2 separate regions of the Sus scrofa genome follow, and region 1 is linked to region 2. Evidence: chromatin contacts called from public HiChIP or PLAC-seq data. All regions are on one chromosome and are shown on one strand. The core of a region is the stretch at or near the end of the contact, and the rest is flanking DNA. Distances in the headings are between cores, read along the strand shown.

Evidence for each region. HiChIP or PLAC-seq counts read pairs in DNA pulled down with a chosen protein or histone mark.
Region 1: an H3K27ac HiChIP or PLAC-seq map of alveolar macrophages shows a contact between it and region 2, with 2.9 times the contacts expected there. The contact joins two enhancer-like sites. A contact is called at or near these places in 1 of 5 promoter capture datasets (liver), 2 of 47 Hi-C or Micro-C datasets (embryonic fibroblasts and skeletal muscle) and 1 of 2 datasets of contacts at active chromatin or transcription factors (alveolar macrophages).

The regions. Positions count from the first base shown.
Region 1 is chr5:79,388,556-79,395,309 of Sscrofa11.1, forward strand. It overlaps APPL2 (adaptor protein, phosphotyrosine interacting with PH domain and leucine zipper 2), which reads left to right. Exons shown (of 21, transcript NM_001135961.1): 10 at 3,286-3,444; 11 at 4,878-5,066; 12 at 6,706-6,748. Among named protein-coding and RNA genes, the nearest start is that of APPL2, 36 kb to the left of the region's middle. Within about 2 kb of position 5,461, at least 13 of the 83 cell types and tissues checked have an H3K27ac peak or open chromatin away from gene starts, as enhancers often do. A contact at or near this core is called in alveolar macrophages, where this site is marked.
Region 2 is chr5:79,318,116-79,324,912 of Sscrofa11.1, forward strand. No RefSeq gene overlaps it. Among named protein-coding and RNA genes, the nearest start is that of KANSL2, 16 kb to the left of the region's middle. Within about 2 kb of position 3,901, at least 2 of the 83 cell types and tissues checked have an H3K27ac peak or open chromatin away from gene starts, as enhancers often do. A contact at or near this core is called in alveolar macrophages, where this site is marked.

The sequences.
Region 1 (6,754 bases), core at 4,211-6,710, 72 kb after region 2:
TCTGCATCCTATACTACAGCTCATGGCAACACTGGATCCTTAACCCATTGAGTAAGGCCAGGGATCAAACCTGAAACATCATGGTTCCTAGTTGGATTTGTTTCTGCTGCGCCACAACAGGAACTCTGCAAATGTCTATTTTTTTAAAATACATCATCAGGGAGTTCTTGTCGTGGTGCAGTGGAAACAAATCTGACTAGGAACTGTGAGGTTTCGGGTTCAATCCCTGGCCTTGCCCAGTGGTTAAGGATCCAGTGTTGCCGTGAGCGGTGGTGTAGGTGGCTGACATGGCTTGGGTCCTGCATTGTTGTGGCTGTGGTGTAGGCCAGTGGCTACAGATCCGATTCAATCCCTAGCCTGGGAACCTCCAAATACCATAAATAAATAAATAAGTAAAAATACATCATCAGACTGTCCTTGCCACACTTAATTGAGACTGTGGCTGCTCTGTCTCTCCTTGCTTCCTGTCATGGGCATACCCAGTAGTGGGCTTGTGGGAGGCACCCAGGCACCGCCAGTGCCAGGCTTATTTCATTCACACTACAGATTTGTGGTTCCTTGAGCACTTCTTGTAATTTCTGGGGTATAGAAACTCTGTGTGTGTGTGTGTGTGTGTGTGTGTGTGTGTGTGAGAGAAAGTGTGTGTGTGCATGTGTAAGTATAGTTGACAAGTGAATATACAAAGTGGAAATATACAAGTGAATATAAAAAGTGGAAAGTATAGGATTTTGTGTGGAAAAATGAAAAGTTGTTCATTTTCTTGATGTTGCATTTCATAATACCTTAAGAAGACTAAGGCAGAAGTCTCCCTAAAATGCTGAAAATAAAGAATGAACCCAAAGAAAAACCAGTGCCGAGCATTCACACAGACACGAGGGGAGAGTTGTAGTTTAGGAAAGCATATAATCCTTGCTGAAAGTCTCTGAGTTGGTTTTTTTCCTGACTGGTGGATGCAGGTTCAGTTTGAAATTATGCTAGAAAGCAATTTGAAATCTGAGTTCGGTCTCCAGCCTTTAATTTGACTCTCAGCCCCTGGGAATGTTAGGAGAAAGTGAAAGAAGGGAGCCTATTAAATTGTCACATCAAAACCTTCTGTCTTTTCTCTCTCACTGTCTCTTTCTCATCTTACTTTAACTCTCAGAATTCCATGGTTTTCTATGTTTCTGAGAGAACTAGCTGTGCTCCAGATTTTTCCATGTACTAATTTTTTTTTTTTTTAATGGATGGTTAGGCACTTGTGCCCATTTCTGAGAAGCTTCAGTGTGTACTCTTTTTGCAGATTCTCTTTCCTTATCAGTGTTTCTGTGAATCATCACTAGGCCACCAAAGCGGGGCACCAGCTGTTCTGACAGCCCCGCGCCTGGCTGTGAAAGCCCTGGCTACACAGCCCTCTCCCAAGGGCTGGGTCTAGTTTTGTGAGACCTGTCCCTGCTGCTTGACAAGGTGAATTTTGTTATAAGGGCAGCAGGCAGGGTTCCCAGCTGAACCTGTAAGCACTTGAGCCTCCTTGTTCAAAGAGGTAAAGCATTCATTTTAAGAATTTTAATTTCCTATCGTTTACATTTTATTTTGGCTAGTAGATAAATACTGCTGTTCCTCTGCTACCCGGAGGTGGTTCTGCTGCTATATTGCCCATCAGCAGTCAGTCCCCCAAAAGGCCAAGGAACAGTGTCTAGTGGTGGCTCTGGGGGTCTGAAGCCTGGTCAGGGTATAAGAGGACTCGAACCCAGCATGAACCCAGATGGGTGGCATTTCAGTCACTCACAGTGCCAGGGCCTTTTCTTCCTTACTTCACAATGATACACTGCAACCTTTTTTTTTTTTTTTTTTTTTTTTTGGCTCCTACACACACACACACACACACACACACACACTTTTTCTAATTAAATGAAACATGATTTTAAAAAAAAAAAGTCAATGGAAACAATTGAATACAGTTTCCTACCCTGTTCCTTGAGTTCCTGGGAGCCTTGGATTGGCTCAGTTCCAAGCCTGATTCTGTATGGGTGGGGGAGGGGGGCAGTTACTAAAAACTCCCTGGAGGTGTGTGCATGTCACGTTGGTTCACCTGAGGGCTTTTCCCAGGGAGGCAGTCCTTACCTTTCATCACATCTTCAAAGAGGCTTCTCTCAAAAGCTGAGGAAACTAAGCAGTTCTTTATTCTGTTGACTCCCTGCTTCGACTTCCTGTACTGCTTAGCTTTTTTTCTCATTCCATTCTTTCAGCCTTGGCAATGACAGGCAGGTTAAACTAATGAAGTTTGTTGGTGGAGGCCCCAGTCATTCCACCCAAATGTCAAAATAGCCAAGATTAACTTAGGCTGACTGCATTGGGGCTGCATTAAACAAGATACCAGCAGTTACCAGCAGTTCATTGTGAAGCTCCAAGAGGAGACTCTGGATGTCCAAGCCCAGTCCCTCTCCCCTATACAACCCTTGTGAAAGAAAATGCTGAGAGCCCACTCTGTAAAACCCTGGACTCGCTGGCCCCAGCATTCCTTCTGATTTCATCATTGTAATTCAGTCCTGTCTACCACAGTGGAGAAGGGCAACAACACCTCTAGAGTCTGATTTCTTAGCCAGATGGGCCGTGTTGGCAGATTGTATTTAAGATTTTATAACCTGGGCTGGGTCGCTGTGGAGGCCTCACATTATGGGGAGAAAGAGCAGCTGCTTATTTCAAGAGAAAGCTTCCAGGTTTTCCACACCTGAGGACACAAGGATTGAAAGCCGGACTGTGGACAGACCTTGGTTGGCCAGCTCATGCCATCTTGGGGCAGTTGTGCGGCCCTCATAAAAAGAAAAGCACTTCCTGTGGCTTTGTTGCACCTTGGTACCACCTCCTGGTCACTTGCCTGTCTCCAGTGGCTGACTCCACCACCACTCCTGCCTCAACTGGGGGTGGCAGTGGGGGCCGTGAATGACTGCTATTCCTTCTTGCCTTTTGGGCACTTTCGCAGGCTGCCAGCACATGTGGCTCCTGAGCATGGGCTCATCTTCTAAAATTTGCATCAACAGTTATGAGCCTGATATCACTTTTGTCAGCAGAGGAATTGTTTAGCTGGGTTCAGGCATCATCTGTTGTTATTTGTTATGCTCTGTTTGAAAACAGCAGTCACAGAAACATTTGGTAACACAGACTAGAGTCCCCATCATCTCCAGCTTTTGGGGCCTTGGTTGAAGTTGGGGCACTGTGGCTCCTGGTGTAAGGCAGGAAGTTGTTGGGGGGCCCAACCATCTGGGTTGACTGATGACAAGTGACTGACCTGACACCTTCTGTCCCAAGCATCCAGGTGGAACTTGAAGCGGAAGCAGAGAAGATGCGGGTGTCCCAGCAAGAATTACTTTCTCTTGATGACTCCGTTTACACTCCAGACTTCGATGTGGCTACTCCCCAGATCAACAGGAACCTCATCCAGAAGGCTGGTTACCTTAATCTTAGAAAGTGAGATTGCATTGCCTGGCCCTTTTCCTAAAATCTGTGTCCCGTAGGAGTAGCTCAAGAGTATCTGTAAGTGCCCCATCAGAGGGTGGTGGTGGGTGAGGTTGAGGAAGGGCGCCCCCCACTGCACCCCCCTGCCTGGGACACAGCAAGTCTCTCGGTTCAGATCCCAAACTGCACTGCGAGATGGGGCTTGAAATAGTCATGTAAGAACCCAGTGTGTGGGCTCCAAGCCACCACAGGCCACCCCTCCCTGGTCGCCATGGCCATTTGTCGATAGACTGCTCTTAACTGTCATTGTCCTAGACATTGAGACCCCTCCCCAGACCCCTGACAGGTGAGAGCGGTGCTAGTGAGCCAGCACTGAGGCTAGAGTTTGCAGGCTAGGAAGCTTTCAGGGTTGTCTAGCTGTATATAAACTGAATCACACATTTAACTGTCAGGTCTTTCAGTGTCCGTTATGAGTTAAAAAGATGATCAGATTTAACTGCCTCAGAGCAGAGCAGGGGTGTTGTCAGGTGCAGTGTGGGCTCCAACTTTGGTATCAGTTAGATACCCTGGCTCCGTTGGGCCCCCCATCACTTCATCTGTAAAGTAGAGCTGAAAATTGCACCCACTTCCTAAAGTTTTTGAAAAGATGAATTGTAATTCCTAACAGGTGGTAAGCACCCACTTTGGAGAAATTATAATTGAGGCGGGAAACTTAGGGCCTTATGTGGAGTTGCTCCTCAGAAAGTACTGAATTAAGTAAATATATTTGCTCTCCCCCAATGGGAGCTCAGTGAAGAGGAATTGCCAGCTGTTTTCTTACGAGGGCGGAGCTCTTCAAAGGTCTGTAAAGCTTGTTGAGATCACAAGCCAGATGTCTCCTTTAGTTCTGTACAGATAGAAAACTCCACAAGGTTCTGGAGTTATTTGCCAGGAATTGGATTTTTCTATTGTAAGCAGCCCACATCTAGCTGGAGCAAAACCCAATCTGGGAGGAAGTCCTCGGGATTCTGGGGTGTGTGCCGTGGGCTGAGGTGACGCTGGTGACTCTAGCGACATTTAGAGCAGTCCAGCTCTGCATCTTAGAGCAGTGGTCTCCCAGGTGTTCAGTTCCTGATGGTGATGGACGAATCCTGTTTCCAGATACGGGGTTTAGAAGCCAGGGTCTGGCTGTGCTGAGGGGAGGCGCAGCCTGCCTGTCCTGGAGTTGGCCCTGGGACTGGCTGCTCCCAGGGAAGAGCCCATCACCGCCCAGCTCATTCAAGCTAAACTGTACCTCTTCTGCTACTCTTTACTCCCGTTCTTTCTGGAGAAAGAATTAGATTTGCTTAATGTAAAGAAACATTATTTCTAAAGTGCTCCCAATACCCATAAAGAGGCAGTGAGACTCTGAGGTGCTGCTCGTGCTTCCTAGTACTAACAGGCTCTTCACAACACACCTCTGACAGCAAGACCGGCCTGGTCACCACCACCTGGGAGAGGCTCTACTTCTTCACCCAAGGCGGCAACCTCATGTGCCAGCCCAGGGGCGCCGTGGCTGGAGGTCTGATCCAGGACCTGGACAACTGCTCAGTGATGGCGGTGGACTGCGAGGACCGGCGATACTGCTTCCAGATCACCACTCCCAATGGAAAAGCGTAGGCCACACGGGTTTTATGTGGGAGGAAACAGGTGCAGTGACTCTGTTTCTGCCAGGGGACTTCTGGGTCACTCCTCTGTGCCTGCCCTCCATGGGAGAGGCCCTGCCCTGGGTGTGTTGACCTTCCCAGAGGGTGGGGTTTTGTTTTTGTTTTTGTTTTTGGTCATTTTGCCTTTTCTTGAGCCTCTCCCTCAGCATATGGAGGTTCCCAGGCTAGGGATCTAATACACCACAGCCACAGCAACGCGGGATCCGAGCCGCATCTGTTACCCACACCACAGCTCACGGCAACACGGGATCCTTAACCCACTGAGCAAGGCCAGGGTGTGTAAGATAGTGATCGAAGAGCTGTTTGTCAGCAGAGACTTAGAGGGTGTGGCTGCTTCTGGCTGTTCCTAGCTGAGCCTTTGTGTCTGCATCATCGGGGTGGGGCAGGGCTGTGGGAGGCAGAAGCAGGGATGAGGAGGAGCCCACTTCTCCAGCTGACACAGGAGCTGTGAACAGGGCATTCCACTGCAGCCGTGTCATTCCCCATCCCGGTGGGCTCGCCTCTCAGAGCGGTGGGTTCAGACTGCTCCAAGGAGTTCAGAGCCCTGTGAGGTTCTCCAGGCTTCACCTGTCTGGGGGAGAAGGGTGGCCCTGTCCTCAGCCAGAGCTACTCTGCTTGCACTTGCTCTCTCTGGGCTTCGGAGCTGAGGTTTTATTTAAACGGTAGTGTGTTTGGGACAGGCGGCAGCATTGGTATGGTGTCGACACTCTCCTCTCCCAGACCAGCAGAGCATTTTTATTTATTTATTTTCCTTTCAGCCACCCCGTGGCATTTGGAGTTCCCAGGCCAGGGATCAGATCTAAGCCATAGTTGGGACCTATGCTGCAGTTGTGGTAATGTCAGATCCTTAACCTATGGTGCTGAGCTGGGGATCAAACCTGCTTCCCAGTGCTCCCGAGATGCCACTGATCTCATTGCGCCACAGCAGGAACTCCATGACAGAGCATTTTTAGACATCATCTTCCTACCTGGGTGATGGGAGGTGACCTGGGAATAAAGACTCTGGATGCTAGTCATGGTCCCGCCAGTTACTTAACTCGTCTGGACCCCGATTCCCTCAGATGAGCAGTAGGGATAGGATCCATGTTTCCCACCTGCCATAGAACAGAGGAGCTATCGGGTGTGGAGTAGCTTTACAGAGTGACACCTCCACAAGAGTCGGGTGGTATTATCTGTACCTTGGCTCTGTGTTCAGGTCCTTGGTTCTGGTTGAGGGGTGGGATGGTTGCCCATTCCTTCTCTGGGTGTGGTTGCAGGGGAGGCAGGGCCACAGGCCTGGTTGCCTTGGACTGTCTCCCCAGAGCCAGCACGATGGCCCATCCTGTAGAACTGCAGCCCTTGGCAAGTAGGTCTGAGTCCAGGTTGCTCGTTTCAGCGATGGGAAGGCTGAGGCCCAGGGAAAGGAAGTGTGTCCGAGATCACATAGGCAGCAGCAGAACCAGACCCAGAACCCTATTTTCTGTCCTTCCCATCGTGGTGCCTTCCTAGCCCTTCGCTTTCAGGACTCTAGCTGCGTTCAGGTTTGTGTAGAAGAATCCTCAGTCACTTGAGATCTGGGAAGCGCTTACTGAGATGTTCTCTGTTTCAGGGGAATAATTCTCCAGGCAGAAAGCAGAAAGGAAAATGAAGAGGTAAAG
Region 2 (6,797 bases), core at 2,651-5,150:
TTTTATAACTTCTTGAGTTAATGACCAAACTCATTTAAATCTGTCTTCTAAATAGAGCTTATGCTGCATCCCCAAATTTTATTTCATATTTTCACCATTGTTCAGTTGTAAATACTTTGTAACTTCCATTACATATGAATCCATGAATCACTGAGATCTTTTTTTGTATCCAAATGAATTTTTAAAATGTGTTAATGTTTTTACTACTGATTTTAATTTGTCTTGGAAAGAATTATCACTTTAAAAGTGATGGTTTGAAATATATTGGGACTTCCCTTTTCATTCTCCATGTTTAATATTTGAACATGTTTTAGAACATTTTCATATAGCATGTGATACTTATTCAGCCCATAAATAACATTTTTAATAGACAGTGTTGACTATATATATGTCATATGTCTCTGATTAAACTGTTAGCTCCTTGAGATGGTGTCCTACAATTTTTTTCTTTTACTGCACTGTGAGAGCAGATAAAATGTCTTTGAGTAAGTTTAAATGGACAGGGATGAGGGACGGGGAAAGAAAATCAATCATTGTAAAAATATATTTTAGCCTAAATGCCATTAGTAATCCTAGAACTTGTTTCCCACACAACTTATACCTTCTTTCTGAAAATAATCAAAATGAATTTTTGCACACTTACTGTGGGCCAGGCACAATGATGACTACATGAGTAACTTAGTTTAATCCTCAAAGAGATTAAATTAAAGCCTTAGGGAGTAGGTTTGATTGGGTGGTTCAGAGACTTAATAGGAAGATTGGGAACCAGACCCCGGAAGCAGTCAGGAAACAAGGGAGACTAAGCAATGGGGCCACTGCAGCCATGCTACACTGTGCCTGTCCACCAGGGGCCGCTACACCTGCCACGACCTCTACCCACCACAGCTGCTGTCACAAACCCAACCCCACCCTCACCTAACTACAGGTCACTCTGTTAGGATTAAAAGCCCCAGGAGGGAAGATCCAAGGTCAAATGCTATCTGGGGCCAGAGAAAAAAAGAAGCTGTCCTGCCTTCATTGAGAGAGAGATGGGGTAGCTCTGCTTCCCATCATGACTTAATCAGTAGGTGATTCACTCCAAAATTGAGAGAGGGTTCATTTTCTGAGGGTTTTTTTTTTTTTTTTTTTTTTTTTTTTTTTAGGGCCACACCTGTGTCATATGGAGGTTCACAGGCTAGGGGTCCAATCAGAGCTACAGCTGCCCACTTATAGCACAGCTCACAGCTCATGGCAACACCAGATCCTCATCCCACTGAGCAAGGCCAGGGGTCGAACCCACAACCTCATGGTTCCTAGTCGGATTCATTAACTACTGAGCCACAACGGGAATGCCCCACATTCTTTTTATATATAAATTATTTTCCATCATGGTCTATCCCAGGAGATTGCATATTTTTCCCTGTGCTACACAATAGGACCTCATTGTCCATCTATTCTAAATATAATAGTTTGCATCTACTAACTCCAAACTCTCTGTCCATCCCACAGTAGACTTTTTTGGGAGTGATTGTGAAGTGCTGCAGGCTGTGCCAGGTCCTGACCACGCAGATATGCAAAGACAGGAGGCCAAAACTTAGGACCCTCAGGCTAGCAGGGAAAGAAATCTGCCATGGGTGTTTGGGGTTCTGTTGTATACACTCCCTAAAGGAGGTGACATGTGAGCTACATCTTTAAATATGAATGATCCAGCCAGATGAAGAAGACAAGGGGCCGTTCTAGGAGAGGAAGCAGCCACCCTCCACACTGCTGCCCATGTGTCTGTCTTTCCCAACACACCTGATCATATGGTTCTCCTTCTTTACATCCCAGCTTGGCTTCTCACTGCTAAGCTCTCAAGTGGGCATCCCACGTCTTTGTAACATCTGGCTCTTCCTCCTTTGTAGCTCCATCTCCAGTTCCTCCTCCTTCTGAGCACTGTGTTCTGAGACTCCAAACAGGCTGTCACCACCACACCTTTGCTCACACAGGTTCCCACGCCTGGCATGTCTTCCTCTCCTCCATCCTCCATTAGCCACCTTCACATTCAATCCTCAAGACCCATCGAATGTTACCTTCTTGACAAGTCTTCTATCTTCCCAGGAAAAAATCATTCCTCCTCCTTCTATCCTGTAGGTATACTCCTTACCACATTCCTTACCTAGATTCCCCTGCACAATAAATTGGACGCAATTCCCATCTATTGGCACAGAACGAATTTCTTTTCTTTTCTTTTCTTTTTCTTTTCTTTCTTTCTTTCTTCCTTCCCTCCTTTCTTTCTTTCTTTGGCTTTTTAGGGCCACACCTGAGGCATATGGAAGTTCCCAGGCTAGGGGTTGAATCGGAGCTGCACCTGCCAGCCTATACCACAGGCACAGCAACACCAGATCTGAGCAGCATCTGAGAACTATACCACAGGTCATAGTAATGCCGGATCCTTAATCCACTAAGCGAGGCCAAGGATCGAACCTGAATGCTCACAGATACTAGTCAGAATCATTTCCACTGTGTCACAATGGGAAACCCCAGAATGAATTTCTTATCCTCCATTGCTTGCCAGGGCCATACATGAGACCAGCTCAGCCTCTACCATTAAAAATAGGGACTTGAGATGTTCACTGGAGGCTCAGTGTGTTAAGATCTGGCATTGTCACTGCTGTAGCTCAGGTCACTGCTATGGTGCAGGTTCAATCCCTGGCCTGGGAACTTCCGCATGCCTTGAGTGCAGCCAAAAAATGGGGACTTGACCCTCAAATCCCCTCACTGAACGGTGCTGAGAAATGTTTCACCAACATGACTGGGTATTAATTACATTTAACAGGAGAATACCCATGGCAGCAAAAATGGAATGAGAGTATTTAAAATCAGCAACTTTTTTTCTCTCCCATTTGCCTTGTTATCAGGATCGGGCTGCTGGAGTAGTCACATCATGTGGTCACACACATCAAAAAATTGAGAGGGGAGTTCCCATCATGGCTCAGTGGGAACGAATCTGACTAGCATCCATGAGGATGAAGGTTCGATCCCTGGCCTCACTCAGGGAGTTAAGAACATTGCTGTGAGCTGTGGTATAGGTTGCAAACGTAGCTCAGATCTGGTGTTGCTGTGGCTGTGGCGTAGGCTGGTGGTTACAGCTCTGATTCGACCCCTAGCCTGGGAACCTCCATATGCCATGAGTGTGGCCCTAAAAAGACAAAAGAAAAAAAAAAAATTGAGATGGGCGTTATCCACCCCATACCCATGTGAAAGTGCCCATGTGTACTTTTTCTGTAAGTAGATCATCCTCCACCAATGCCTTAGGCTCCACCCCCATGCTATCAAAAAAGACATCTCACGTCTATCGCTTTCCTCTTTTCCACAGAGCACATCCATTTTTACCTCTTCTCTGTCTCTCAGAGTGTGACTATCCCCCCTCCGCTGCTCCTGTTGCAGAAGTAAACTCTACTGCAGGATTCACTCCCCTCACTGCTCTTTCTAACTGTTCGCACTTCCCCACTTGATGGCAAACCTCTGTCTTTCCAGATCTACTCATCATGCGTATGTGTTGAGTATCTTCTGGGACCGCTGACACCTGGAATTCTTGTAAGGGGTGAAATAAATGAAATCTCTACCTTTCACAGCACTGTTAGATGTTGCTTCTTGCCACTGAACTCATCTTAATTGATATACTTGGTGACAGTCGTAGGCTGCTCTAGTTTTGACCTACCCAAGCGTTTCTTCTCCCTTCTTCCTTCAAGAGCCAAATTTTCCTTCAGGGAACTCTCCATCTCCCATTCAATGTGGTCCTGATGGGACGGGGAACCATGACAGCTCACCAAGGAGGAGAACTGGTTGAGGAGTGGGCTGTGATCCAAGCCGGGCCAATGCAGCTCTTTTCCGACAATCTGAATCTTGAGCCCAGTGACCCAAGCACGGAAAGCAATCAGGGGCTGAGTCATCCTGACTGCAGTTCCTCAAAGAGCCCGTGAGTGGAATCTCCAGCTCTTCCCTGGTTACTTTTCCCCTGAGGCCTGCTGTTAATTAAAACAGTTAAGGCAATTCACCAGCACCCAAATTCAAGGTATACATGATTTTGATAGTTGGACATACCCTTAGCTTTAAAAAAAAGCATTCATTGGAAGTTCCCCTGTGGTGCAGCAGGTTAAGGATCCAGAGCTGCTGCTAGTGTGGTGCAGGTCTCAATTGCAATGCAGGTTCAATGCCCGGCCCAGAAACTCCCACATGATGTGGGTGTGGCCAAAACCCCCCACATTTATTTAACTACTTTGCCATTGCTTATCTATTTACCTATGACAAAATCCTCTTCTGATTCTCTAAAGCTATGTGCTTTTCTTTTAATACATTCCATTTTTTAGGTTAACCTGACTTGGCTTCCAACTGTAACCAGAGCAATGTGTTAAGTCATTTACATAATGACTAATAAATATATAAATTAATGGAAACTTCTTTAGAAACCAGCCTAGAAGTACACACTAAAATATGCAGTTCTTCCATAGTTTTCGCAGTTATAATATGCATTCTGATGCAGTTTGAATTTTTTTTTTGGCCTTCTTAGGGCCACACCCACAGCATATGGAGGTTCCCAGGTTAGGGGTCCAATCGGAACTGTACCCACTGGCCTACACCACAGCAACACAGAATCCAAGCCACATTTGTGACCGACACCACAGCTCACAGCAACGCCAGATCCTTTAACCCACTGAGCGAGGCCAGAGATCGAACCCGAGTCCTCATGGATGCTAGCCGAATTCGTTAATCGCTGAACCACGACAGGAACTCCCAGTTTGAATTCTTAAAGTGGTAATTTCCAAACTGAGGTGGTCTCCTGGCCAATATCCAAATCGGAATCTCTGAGAATGTGTTTTGAAACTGCTCAGGTTCTCTTCCAATTGTTCTTGTATATGTTTGGTAAAAAACAAAACAAAACAAAAAGCTTAAAAGATCTTTTGAGTCTTGTTTGGTTTTTTATTTTAAAAATGATGATGTGGTTGAAAGGAAACAGGAACTCATCATGTCTGGCACTTGTCACAAGCTGGGAGATGTGGTTGGAGGGCCAGTTCCCTTCCTCTAAACTAAGGAATTTAATGGACCCAATACTCTCAAGTCCTTACCTCCACACCATTCATACCATAATCTTTCCTAAGGGATAAAGTGGACTCGAACTTCTATTACTTTAATTAGTGTTCTTGGCAAGTCTGAATTGGACCAGCCAAGATTCATCCTGCAGAAAAACACACTTCACTGCTGGCAAATGACAAGCTGCTCGTGCAAGGGAAACCCAGCAAAGCTCCTTGGCAGGTGTATTGACTTCTAGTTGTTTTCTAGGAGACTATTGAAAACCCCACCCTTGGCTTTGGAGAGCATTTTTCTTCTTCTTTTTTTTTGTCTTTTTTTTTTTTTGCCATTTCTTGTGTCGCTCCCACGGCATATGGAGGTTCCCAGGCTAGGGGTCCAATCGGAGCTGTAGCCACCAGCCTACTCCAGAACCACAGCAACACCAGATCCGAGCTGTGTCTGCAACCTGCATCACAGCTTGTGGCAATGCTGGATCCTTAACCCACTGAGCAAGGCCAGGGATCGAACCCGCAACCTTGTGGTTCCTAGTCGGATTCATCAACCACTGAGCCACGACGGGAACTCCTGGAGATCATTTTTCAAAAGTGAAGTCTTTATCCCTGGGCAAGAAAAAATTAGTTTAGGCAATTCACAAGACCTAAGTTTAAGGTAAAGCTTTAGCTTTAAAAAAGGGGGGGAGGGCAGCATTTCATTGCATCTGCTTTGCTGTTATTCATCTATTTATCTATGACTATCAGATGTTTATTCTGGGCTCTTCATGCAGACCTGTAAGTGCCTTGTTTAGATGACTTCACACTGACACTCTCTTGGTAGAAATGTTGCCTTGTTCTCATAATAAATTCCACCCGTTATCTTCCATACTTGCCACCATTTGCCCAGGAAACTTTTCTTCCTCGTGTGTACAGGGGAATGTTATTGTCTTTTTAAAAAATCAAAATCACTTTGGAGGCAGTTGTATATTGCATTTCTTTTTTCTTTTTTTTTTTTTCTTTTGAGGGCTCATCCGAGGCATGTGCAAGTTCCCACGCTTGGGGTCGAAACAGAGCTACAGCTGCCAGCCTATACCACAGTCACAGCAATGCCAGATCCAAGCCACCTCTGCAACCTATACCACAGCTCACAGCAATGCCAGATCCCTGACCCACGGAGCGAGATCAGGGATCTAACTGACATCCTCAAGGATACTAGTCAGGTTCGTTTTCACTGCGCCACAACAGAAACTCCCGTACATTGCATTTCTCATTCTTATCAGACAGTGGAAAGGAAAACATAGTTTCTAATCCTACTGTGAAAAAGTTTCAGCCAAGCATGGACATGAGAGATCTTAAAACGTTTTGCCGCATTAAAATGTGTAGCATATATACAGTGACCTGGAAAAGCAAATTACAGAATGGTAGATATAGAATAGTCACATTTATGAAAAAAAGATATAAACATGTATTATGTACCAAAGTTTTTGAAAGATAATACGCAATAATAATACATGAACAGTTGGGTTATTCTAGGAAGTATAAGATGGAAGACAAAGGATTTACTTTCCATTTTTTACCCTTTTGCATGATTTGAATTATTTTACCCCAAAGTAAATACTACTTTTATCATTGAAATTAATTAATCAACAGTGGAAAATGCATTAAGAGCTTCCCAGGGCATTCTGATCATCAGGCTTCAGTTTCAGGGACCATTGTACCAGGCAAATGAGATAAAAATGTCCATTAGCATAATTTCTCTATTAAAGGAATTAC